Regions from separate parts of the Zea mays genome. Here region 1 is linked to region 2. A link is a contact called in public Hi-C data. All regions are on one chromosome and are shown on one strand. Each heading gives the region's core, a stretch centred on a gene start, on an enhancer-like site or on the middle of the called end of the contact. The rest is flanking DNA. Distances are from core to core; before and after follow the strand shown.

Evidence for each region. Hi-C and Micro-C count contacts between places; a contact is called where the count stands out from the background.
Region 1: a contact with region 2 is called in a Hi-C map of ear, with 3 times the contacts expected there. The contact joins the promoter of LOC103629391 here to the enhancer-like site in region 2. A contact is called at or near these places in 2 of 25 Hi-C or Micro-C datasets (ear and tassel).

Annotation. Positions count from the first base shown.
Region 1 is chr6:69,175,766-69,181,523 of Zm-B73-REFERENCE-NAM-5.0, forward strand. It overlaps LOC103629391 (DNA-directed RNA polymerase III subunit 2), which reads left to right and starts at 4,195. Exons shown (of 38, transcript XM_008650527.3): 1 at 4,195-4,634; 2 at 4,715-4,817; 3 at 5,191-5,312; 4 at 5,383-5,475. The coding sequence starts at 4,603.
Region 2 is chr6:68,693,633-68,699,426 of Zm-B73-REFERENCE-NAM-5.0, forward strand. No RefSeq gene overlaps it. Among protein-coding and RNA genes, the nearest start is that of LOC118472297, 74 kb to the left of the region's middle. Within about 2 kb of position 1,974, at least 20 of the 20 cell types and tissues checked have an H3K27ac peak or open chromatin away from gene starts, as enhancers often do. A contact at or near this core is called in ear and tassel, where this site is marked.

The DNA of each region.
Region 1 (5,758 bases), core at 2,945-5,444, 480 kb after region 2:
GAGGCAGATGCTCCAGCCAGGCTCGGGCGCGTCAGAGAGGAACAGGGGGAGGTTGCGGATGATGAGGTTGTCATCATTCGTTCCACCTAGCTGGCAGGCCAGCCAGTAGTCCGCAAGCCACAGTTTCGGCCTTGTTTCCCCCGAGTACTTGGTGAACTCCTCTGCCTTGTTGCCCTCCTTCTTGTCGTTGTCGTGGCCTCTGCCACCTTCCGCCGGGGGCCCAGCCTTATGGAAGTAGCGCCGAAGCATGACGCATTCCTCAAGGGTGTGCTTGACGGGACCCTGATGATAGGGGCACGGCTCCTTGAGCATCTTGTCGAACAGGTTGGCCCCTCCGGGAGGCTTCCGAAGGTTCCTGTGCTCGGCGACAGCGACAAGATCTGCGTCGGCGGCGTCACGTTTCGCTTGCGACTTCTTCTTGCCTTTCTTCTTCGTGCCACGCTGGGCGGACGCCTCAGGGACGTCTTACTGTTGGTGTCTCTGAGGCTGCTTGTCCTTCCAAAAGATGGCCTCGACCGCCTCCTGACTAGAGGCGAACTTGGTGGCGATATCCATCAACTCGCTCGCCTTGGTGGGAGTCTTGCGACCCAGTTTGCTCACCAGGTCGCGGCAAGTGGTGCCGGCGAGGAACGCGCCGATAACATCCGAGTCGGTGATGTTAGGCAGCTCGGTGCGCTGCTTCGAAAACCACCGGATGTAGTCCCGCAAGGATTCCCCTGGCTGCTGGCGGCAGCTTCGGAGATCCCAGGAGTTCCCAGGGCGCACGTATGTGCCCTGGAAGTTTCTAGCGAAGGCTTTGACCAGATCGTCCCAGTTGGAGATCTGCGCAGGAGGCAGATGCTCCAGCCAGGCTCGGGCGGCGTCAGAGAGGAATAGGGGGAGGTTGCGGATGATGAGGTTGTCATCATTCGTTCCACCTAGCTGGCAGGCCAGCCAGTAGTCCGCAAGCCACAGTTTCGGCCTTGTTTCCCCCGAGTACTTGGTGATGGTAGTCGGGGCTCGGAACCGGGTCGGGAATGGCACCCGTCGTATGGCCCGGCTGAAGGCTTGCGGACCAGGTGGTTCGGGCGAGGGGCTCCGATCCTCCCCATTGTCGTAGCGTCCCCCACGCCTGGGGTGGTAGCCTCGGTGCACCTTTTCGTCGAGGCGGGCTCGACGGTCGTGGCGGCAGTGCTCGTTGCCGAGGCAACCCGGGGCTGCAGGCGTCGCGTCCCGCATGCGCCCGGTGTGGACCGAGGCTTCCCGCATGAATCAGAAGTCGCGGCGCGATGCTCCGGGGGTACCCTTGCCTTCGGGAGGCAAAGCTCTCGGCCCGTCGGACCGCGGCATCCTCCAGAAGATTCTTGAGTTCTCCTTAGATACGCCGCCCCTCGGTGGTGGATGGCTTCGGCATCGCTCGGAGTAGTATTGCCGCTGTAGCCAGGTTCTGGCTGACTCCACTAGAAGCCGGGGGTAGCCTTGCCCTGGCATCGTCAGTGATACGGCGCTGGACGTCCTGGGCCTGATGACGCGCTTCTCTGGCTAGTGCTCGGCCTGCCCATCCCTGCTCGATGTTTTGCTGGAGCTGCACAAGTTGTCCTGCTTCCTCGTCGAGCTTGGCCTGCATCTCACGGATTTGCTCGAGCTGTGTGTCCTGACCCGCAGGGACTGGGACCACAGCTAGCTCCCGCAGGATGTCAACGCGAGGCGCAGGCCCAGGGGGATCATCGTCCTCCGGCATACCAAGGTGGTTGCCTTCGTCGTGACCCCCTAGATCGACGTGGAAACATTCGCGACTTGGGCCACAACCTTCGTCGTCAAGGTTGTGGCCATCATCGGAGCAATCGGAGAGGCAGTAGTCACATGCGGTCATGAAGTCTCGCATGGCGCTAGGATTACCGAGCCTGGAGAAATCCCAACCAGAGTCGGGCTCGTCGTCTTCCTCGGAGCCCGGGGGCCCGTAGGTCGAGACGGCCGTCAGTCGGTCCTAGGTTGACCACATATGGTACCCCGGAAGGTTAGGATATGCCTTTATAAAAGCGCTCACCGAAGCGGGATCGCTTGGTGGATCGAAGCTGAATCTAAAAGGCACAGGGTGGAAAACGGATGGTACCTCTCGATCGATGGACGGTGATGAAGTCGCGTCGGGGACGGACTGCACCGTTATGTCAGGTATGAGGCTAACGCCCAGCAGGCCCTTCGCGAGCGTGCTGGCGTCATCTGTCCGCTTGGGGTTGGCGTGTTGCGGGGAAATGTCGCTCGTCGTCGTCTCAGGCGCGAGGTCTACGCCCGACATGTCCCCCGCTGGGGCGCCTGCGTCGTCGACTCGCTCGATAGCCAACGAGGTGCCGCCTCCTGCTTGGCCACGGTTTCCCCGCCTCCTGCTCCTGCGGCGAGGAAGGCGACAGGACAAACCCGGATGCTGATCTTCCGCCATGGGGGGGAAACGTCGCCGAGTCCGCCGCCGCCGGGCGGGCTGACGGCCGTCGTTGTCGCTGTCGCACTGTGGGGGAAGGAGTACCATGTCGTAGCTGCCGTCGAGGGACATGAACTCGAGACTCCCGAAACGGAGCAGCGTCCCGGGCTGAAGAGGTTGCTGGAGACTACCCATCTGGAGCTTGACGGGAAGTTGTTCGTCAACACATAGCAGTCCCCTACCTGGCGTGCCAACTGTCGGCGTTTCGACCCCGGGGGGTCCCTGGACCGACGAGTAAATTGTCGCTGCGTGCCCCAGCCCAGATGGGTTGGCGCGAGACGGAACACAAAGGGGGGAAAACTGCGGCCTCGTGTTGTCCTGCGCCGGAGTGGATGCGCTTGCAGTAGGTGTTACAAGCGTTCGCGAGGGAGAGAGAGAGTCATGCGCGACCACCCTCTCGTATGAGGGCCCTGGCCCTTCCTTTTATAGATGCAAGGAGAGGGTCCAGGTGTACAATGGGGGTGTAGCGATATGCTAACGTGTCCGGTAGAGAGGAGTCGGAGCCCTATGTACATGCCAACGTGGCTGTCGGAGAGGTGCTAGTGCCCTGTGTGGCTGTGTACATGGTGCCGTGGCCGTCGGAGGAGCGTTTGTGCCCTGTAGAAGCACAGCTGTCGGGGTTGTCGGGACCTTGCTGACGTCTCCTTGCTTCCGTAAGGGGCTGAGAGCCGCCGTCGCCATGGACGCACGCGGGGAGCCATCATTACTTGTTACCGGGGCGAGCCTGGATGGGACGTCGGTCTTGTTCCCCGTAGCCTGAGCTAGCTAGGGGTAGGGTAATGATGTACCCCCTGTGGCGTGGTCGGTCCGAGCCCGAGGTCGGGCGAGGCGGAGACTCCTCCTGAGGCCGAGGCCGGGGTCGTGCGAGGACGCGATTCCTCCCGAGGTCGAGGTTGAGGCCGGGCCCTGGGGTCGGGCGAGGCGGAGACCACCTTCCGAGGTCGAGGTTGAGGCCGAGCCCTAGGGTCGGGTGAGGCGGAGTCCATCTTCCGAGACCGAGGCGGGGGCCGAGCCCTGGGGTCGGGCGAGACGGAGACTTCTCCTGAGGCCGAGGCCCAAGGTCGGGCGAGGCGGAGCTTCCTGTGGCGCCTGAGGCTGGACTCAGCTGCTGTCAGTTTCACCTTGGCGTGTGGCACAACAGTTGGAGAGGGGCGAGCGGCGCTGTTTTCCTGTCAAGTCAGTCAGTGGGAGGGCGAAGTGACTGTGGTCACTTCGACCTTGCCGACTGAGGCACATGTGTTAGGATAAGGTGCCAGACGATCCTTGCATTGAATGCGCCTACGATACGGTCGGTTGGTGAGGCGATTTGGCCATGGTTGCTTCACTACGAAGCCTGTCCGAGCTGGGCTTCGGGCGAGTCGAGGGAGCGCCTGTTGCTTGAGGAGGCCCTCGGGCGAGACGTGAATCCGTCCGGGACTACTGTTCCCGCCCAAGGCTGGGTTCGGGCGAGGCGAGATTGCGTCCTTGAGTAGACGAAGCCTTGATCTGAACTGTACCCATCAGCCTCTACAGTTTGCGCTGATGGTGATTACCAGCCGAGTTTAGAAGTGTTAGGGTACCCTTATTTATGGTATCCGATATCGGTCGAGCCGAGCTGCTCGATATCCACCCTACGTCTACCTCGACGGACGGTCATCCATCAAGTCGCGACCTAAGTCCGGAGGAAAGCGTGAGGGCCGTGTTTGGCTCGTCAAGCAGCCCGGCCCATTAAATTGGGCCGTTTAAACCCTTTAAACCCTATATATGCCTTCGTTCCTCGATCGTCAGCCGCCGCCAGTTCCTTTGCCGGTTCGCGCACCACGCAACGCAAGTGCTCTTCCCTTCTTCTCTCTCGGTTCTCGCCTTCTCGGCCCTCCTCCTCTATTCTTCCCTCTCGTCCACGGCCACAGGCTAGCCGGCCTTGAGCGCCTGTGACGGCGCAGGTTCTGGGGTTGCAACACGCCCCTCCGCCCTTCCGGCGCATCTGCTGAATTCCACTCTCCTCTTGCCCGCCGGCGTCGCCTCTTTTCTTTGCTATCGTCGGCCTCGGACCCCAAAGACGACAACAGCAGGAGGGCAGCGCACCTGTGAAAGCGGCGCCTCTCTTGCCGTTAAATTTCCGCGTCGCCTGGCTTCTCTTCCGCACTCTGCTTTCAAGCCCCTCTGCCATGACCGTGCCCACCAAAGACGACAGCCAAAGGTAGCTCGCCTCCTCCACCACGAACCGCCCCGACATCTCCAAACCCTCACCTCTTCTTCCTTTTTTTTTGCTTCGTGCAGCGGCACGGTGGCCGACACAGTGCCATTACCGACATACCGTTCGTTAGCAGCGCCGGTGAGGAAGCCTGTCGACAAGTTCGCGCTCCTCCCGGCCTTCCTCAAGGTCAGCATGACGTTTTCATTCAGCAGAAGCTGCTGCCTGTTGATTTATTATCCAACAATTTTGTCACACTCACTTTTAATGCTCCCTGCATTCACGGGCCTATCCAGTAGTTTTCGTGTGTTAACCCGATTATTACCATGTGGTTTGTTACAGTCACACCTTAGTGCATGATTTATAAACTGTTAGCCGCAGATTAGCTCCTTGCTTGTTCTATACTTGCTTGGGTTATCTTGTATCTATTTCTAATTTACGACTCATTTTGTTCATTGGTCACTCCTATCAACTCATGCACTTGTTTTTATGCGCCAATGGATTTTCAATTTTAAGCTCTTGCCTTGATTTAGTTTTTTTCTTTGATGGATGTAAACAACAGGTTAGAGGGCTTGTGAAGGAGCACATCGACTCATTTAACTACTTTGTCAACAAAGGAATCAAGAAGATCGTTGAGGCAAACAACCGAATTGAAGCGCGCAACGATCCATCCATTTACCTTAGGTATGCTTGTCAATTTGTGTAATATGTATTCTAACTATTGTTAAATATCTATTTTGTTGTCACATTGCAGGTACCTTGGTGTGCATGTTGGCATGCCCTCGGTACATGTAGAGTATAACATTGAAAATATCACACCACATTTTTGCCGCCTTACTGACCGCACGTAAGCCTTTCATTTCCTCGTATATTTTTTAACGTAAATCCATTTCCTCATTTGCATCAGTTTGTAGTTTGTACTTGCAACTAAGAAAACAAGAGACGTTATGTTACACATCATTTGAGCTAGATGGAATAAGCAATAAGATTTATGTGGCATTATTATGGCTCTGGTATTGTTTTGTTTCCTAGCATAATTCAGGCTGTCCACATCATATTTCTTATTGTAGATGTTGATGATGTTAGATGTAAATATACTTATTTACATTTCCTTTATGTGTTTCTTTCCA
Region 2 (5,794 bases), core at 724-3,223:
GACATGGCTCTTCTGACGGGTCGTGTGTTGCCGTACTCTTGGCACGACGTTCTGTCTCGTCCGTCCGGCGTGCGAGTTCCTGTAGCTCGCTCTATGCTCGTACTGTCGTACATGATGGGTCCCACAGAACATGCTCTCGGTAAGTTTGAGGTTTGTGTTTAGTACAGTTTCATCTTCCGTCAACAACCTTACGTCAACCTCCAGCATGTGTAAGCATGCACTAGGTGTGTCATCATGTCCTTTTTGGTATGTGGGTGAAGACTTTGTTGCCGTGACCCCCTTGGTACTGTACGCATGGCATGGATATGGTTTGGTGGTGATGTGTCATGTTACGGCCGTCATGGACCATCAACGTCGTCCTGGGCTCCCTCCTTGCGGGTCTGTTTGGTCATTCGCTCTGCCTCGTAGACTCGCTCGGCGTGGGCTTGGTTGTTCGCCCCACCTCACATACTTGCTTAGAGGGGACTTGGTCATTCGTCCCGCCTCGCAAACTTGCTCGGCACGGACTTGGTCGTTCGCCCAGCCTCACAATCTTTGCTCGGCGGGGATTTGGTCGTTTGCCCCGCCTCGCAGACTTACTCGATGGGGACTTGGTCATTCACCCTGCCTCATAGATTTGTTTAGCAGGGGCTTGGTCGTTCGCTCCACCTCGCAGACTTGCTCGGTGGGGGCTTGGTTGTTCATGCTGTCTCGCAGACTTGCTCAACGGGGACTTGGTCGTTCGCCTCGCCTCCTAGATTTTTCTCAGTGGGGACTTGGTCGTTTGCCCCGCCTCGCAGACTTGCTCGGCAGGGACTTGGTCGCTCGCCCTGCCTCACAGACTTGCTTGGTGGGGGCTTGGTCGTTCGCCCCTCCTCGCAGACTTGCTCGATGGGGACTTAGTCGCTAAATGGATCGGAGAGAGGTTTATGGGCCTCCCCTTGGGTACCCCTTTCCTAGGTACCTGACAGTGAGGCTTGGCTCGAGCCGGCTCGCGAGCTGAGCCAAGCCATCTCACGAGCTGGCCCTTGTACAGTGAGCACAACACAGTGCGCATCAACCCAACATCAATACAAGGCCTACGACGGCTTGTCTTGGCCCAACAGGTGATCCTAATCCTAATTTGATTGCATCCATCAATCGACAGGTGATCGTGACTCTACGATTGTAGGTTGCCTGTGTTGAGGGCTGTCTGCGAATTCCGTGACCCCGAGACGACACCATGGCGACTCCATCTCCTAGGGACCTCGATCAGACGACCCCAAGTCCTGAGAGCCCGACGAGGAGGAGGGCCGACCTCCATCGGCTGCTGCCCTGACTACGCGGTAGGTGCAGCGAGCAACATCGACCCCTGCCTAGCTGTTGTCACTCGCATCTGCTTCACTCAAGCGGTCAAGCCTCAGCCGCCTCCAGGCCCTCTATAATCGCCTACTTGTCGGCCTCCTGCCCTCTTTCTCCGGCGGCTACCTTCCCTGGTCAGTAGTGCACCGCTTTGCGCCTCTGCCTAAGAGTTGCTAGGCGTGGCTTGAGCGCTAGCTGCTGCCTGAGCGCTGATCTACAGAGCTATTGGAAGCTAGGTGCAGCAGGCTCACGAGCCGGCTCGAGAGCCGAGCTGGTATTTTTAGCTCGTTACATCAATGAGCAGTGACGAGCCGAGCTAAGCTGGGCTGGGCTCCTTTTCAGTCATACCTTACTCTGATATTTTGGTGCTCGTTTTTAGAAATGTGCCCTTACTCTTATTTTTATCCTGGATCCGCACCTGTTTAGAGTAACATATGATAAATTTTTTGGATATTGTTACAAGAAACATTGGGTTGGGTAGTGTTGTACATGACAATGTGGTTCAGGCAAATACTTTTTGCCCCACGCCTTCACTGATATCTGGGTCCACAGCAGCTGACAGTCAACGGCCCTTCTTCTAGTTCCACTGTTCCAGCACGCGGCGCCGGTTGTGCGCAAGCCTCTCTCGCTGACAGGTGGGCCTCTTCCGCACACCGCATTCCCTGCCACTTTCCCCAGCCCACGCAGTCACCCAGATCCCCTCAGTCCAGCCTCCAGGCTCCAGCTACTCAAACAAACCCTACACGGCCTCCCGCTCACCACCGCTGACAGCCATGCCCCACCGCGTCGCTGCCCTCCTCCTCCTCCTCCCGCTCGCTGCCGCGTCGGAGGAGGCGCCGGGACCGGCGGCCGAGGCCGCGCTGCTGGAGCGGCACGCGGCGCAGCTCGCGAAACTAGAGGAGGTGGCGGAGTCGCTTGCGAGGTCCGTCCACGCGCTCGAGTCCGCGCTTGCCAGATCCGCGGACCCGGATCCCTCGCAGCCTGTCGCCCCGGCGGCGGCCGTCGGGGACCGGCGCTCCCCGCAGGGTGTGGCGGTCACCAAGCGTCGCCCCGTCTGGTCCGAGCGCTTCCACTTCACGGCGGCCGCGCGTCTTGGGGAGGGCGCCTACGTTGCGGCGGCGGCCGCGCTGCCGTACGAGGACGCCGAAGGGCTCACCAAGTACTTCGCCGTCGGGGACTCCCGCGGCCGGGTCTTCGTCTTCTCCGCCGCGGGCGACGCGCTGCTCGAGCTCGAGGCCGCCGCCTCCGGCGGCGAGTGCCGCGTCACCGCGCTCCTCGCCTACCTTTCGCCGCGCCGCACCGACTGCCTGCTCTTCACCGGCCACGCCGACGGCTCCATCGCCGCGCACCGCCTCATCGAGTCGTCCCCGCACGGCGACGACTGGCTCACCCTCGCCGCCGCCTCCTCCCGCCTCCTCGTCCGCGGCCTCGACGCCGCCCCTGTCGTGCACCTCGAGGCCCACCACGCCGGCCGGGCGCGCTACGTGCTCTCCTGCGACGCCGGCGGCCGCATCCGCGTCTTCACCGAGAACGGCACGCTCTACGGCACCGCTATCGCCTCGTCCACGCCTCTCGCCTTTGTCAAGCAGCGCCTCCTCTTCCTCACCGAGGCCGGAGCCGCGTCCCTCGACCTCCGCTCCATGTCGGTCCGCGAGACGCCCTGTGAGGGCCTTGCTGAAATGCTCAATGGCACCAGCGTCAAGGCATACTCTTTTGACCCCTCGGAGCGATTCAAGGCCTACGGCTTCACCGAAGCTGGTGATCTCGTGCACGTCCTGCTTCTTGGTGATGTTTCCAGCCTCAAATGCCGGGTCCGTTCCGTCAAGAAATCTGAGATGGACAACCCCGTTGCAATACAGACGATCAAGGGTTACCTTTTGGTGGCCAGCCATGATAAAATTCTTGTCTTCAACACATCGTCTCAGTATTATGGGAGAGTCGGTGCGCCTCGGCCGCTGTTTGCCACAAGCATCAAGGACATCAAATCTGTGTTTGCGGGTTCTGGTGGCGTGCTGCCCACCGAGCCAGCTGGGAAGCCTGTTATCGCGGCAGACCGGGAGAAGCTGGTGATCTTGGGTCTTGGGGATGGCCACATTGCTATCTATAGGTCTAACTTCCCGGTGTACAAGCCAGAGAGCAATGCTGTTGTATGGAGTGGACCAGCGCTGCTTTTCCTCCTGTTCTTGATCGGCATTTGGCAAGTATACGTGAAAAAGAAGGATTCTCTGGGATGGACACCAGAGGAGACATTTAACACCTCTGTAACAGCACCAACGGGGAGCCTTTTGAATCATCCAACTAGTGATCGAGCCTTTGCCGACAGCACAGCAAGAAGCGGTGACCGGGGCTATGTTGATGGAACATCAAGAGCCAGTGATAGAAGCTATGTGGATGCCACTACAAGAACTACCGACCGAGGCTATTCTGATGCTACTAGGGCTGTGGATCTGCGGGGCGGGGCGTTGAGGAGTGCTCCAAGAAGGTACGTGTCCCCTACTAGATATGCAGGGACATCTGGAATCCAATACCGACCTGCTTCGGCTGAGCCTGGTCTTAGGGGTACTCCTGAGATCAAGTACAGGGGGCCAGGTATGGAGCCCCCTGGTTTCCCCAAGAAAAGGGAACCATTGTTCTCGAACAATCAGGCTGTCGTAGTAGATGATCATGTGGATTGAGGCTTTGGTTAGGTCGGTGTCGGTGTCGGCAGGCCCCTTAAATTTTGGTCTGATTTTGAAGGTCCTCCGGGACGCCAGTGGTCTACATGTGCTGTTGTATGTTGTAACTCAAAAAGAATGCTGTATTGTACAAGCACGTTACGGCCTTTTTCAATATGATGCTGCAAATGGTGAAATAACACAGATATTACGGTTTGTGCAAGGATGTCCAGGCCAACTTTTGCTGTTATTTTTATTTTTTTACTGACAAGTGAAAATTGTCAAAGCCAATTAGCTAAAAAGAGTATCCAAATTTACTGATATAGATACTCTCTAAAATAGATCTTATAGAAAAAGTGTAGCCTAATCTAACTTGGTAAACCTACCGACTGAATAGAGAATGAAGCAGCCTATCAAAAAATAGACAACGAAGACAGAAGGATAGAGAGCCACTAAATTTAAAGAGCTATTTATAGAGTTAGGATGCCTGGCAATGTTCAATTGTGCTAATGTTGCTGTATTAGGTGTCTTTAATTGCATCTGAAGAATTCTTTCATAATTTGGATTTGGGAAAACCAGTATATTCAGTGAATAGACTAGCGTTTGATTCATATTGTGCTCCTCTGTGAGCCTAATGGAGAAGGTCGTTAGGGGGAAATGAATGGTTGCCCAATGTTCGCTATTGGGTGGACTCTATTGTTGTTGCACTCCAAGTTCTGCTTTCTACGTTGCCTGATCAGATATCTGCCGAGTCGCATGACCTAGAGTTATTTCTTTTCCTGATATTGATTGTAATACCCAAATTTTTGGAGTAGATATAAATATGGGAAATTTTAAAAGTCTATATGATTATTGTCATTATTATTATTATCCTCCTTCCTTCTCTCTTTAAGCATACCACAATATTAGTTTGATTACAACAATTAATGAGTAAAGTAAGTGCGCATTCCATGCTGGAATTTTGGATTGAGACATTTGAATTGTGAAAATAAAATTTGAAATAAATTTAAATCAAGTTTAGGAGCTTTGGAAACAAAACAAGGAGAAAGAAAGAATAAAAGAAAAGAAAAAAGAGGAAGTGTTAACCGAACTCGGCCCAAAGTCTATACCCTGGCCCAACTTCTCTCTGCTGCGCAGCCCACTTGGCGTGTCGGCGCTCTGGGACCTGCTGTTCAGCTGCTGTGCCACACCTTGCGCTTACGCGTGGGCCCGGTCTGTCAGTCTCCTACGTAAACGCGCGCTTCTGCTCCGCCTTACTGCGCCGACGTGTGGGGCCCTGGGTCAGCCACCTCGCGCCGGCGGCGCGACAGCTTCTCTTCGTTGTCACACCCGGGTTTTAGGGACCCGGGCGCGAACATAATCATCAGGTGTGCTGGGACCAAGTCTCACACATATGATAAATCATGCTACAGAAACGAATGTCACAACTTTATTAAATAATAAGAGTTCTGCACAAAATAAATAATTACATTGTAATGAGACAACGATCCACCAACCTAAAGTTGAGTGGGAGACGATGACCTAGACCTTCTCCCGAACATATCGCATCATCCTCCAAACGCCTCATCCTGTTGTACCTGATCTTGACATGTGGGGGTGTGAGACAGCAAGAGTGAGCTCACATACGTTCATCGCTCAACAAGTTGTGAGGAATAATGTGCATGAACTTACCAAAGGTGAGAGCTCATGTGAAGTGTAAGGCTTATCAAAGAGGATTGTTAAAGCTGAGCATTGCTTTTAAAATTAGTCAAAATTTTATTAGCAATTACTAAGTATAAGTAAATATCAACCCAATTAAGTAGTAGAACAAAAGTGATAAC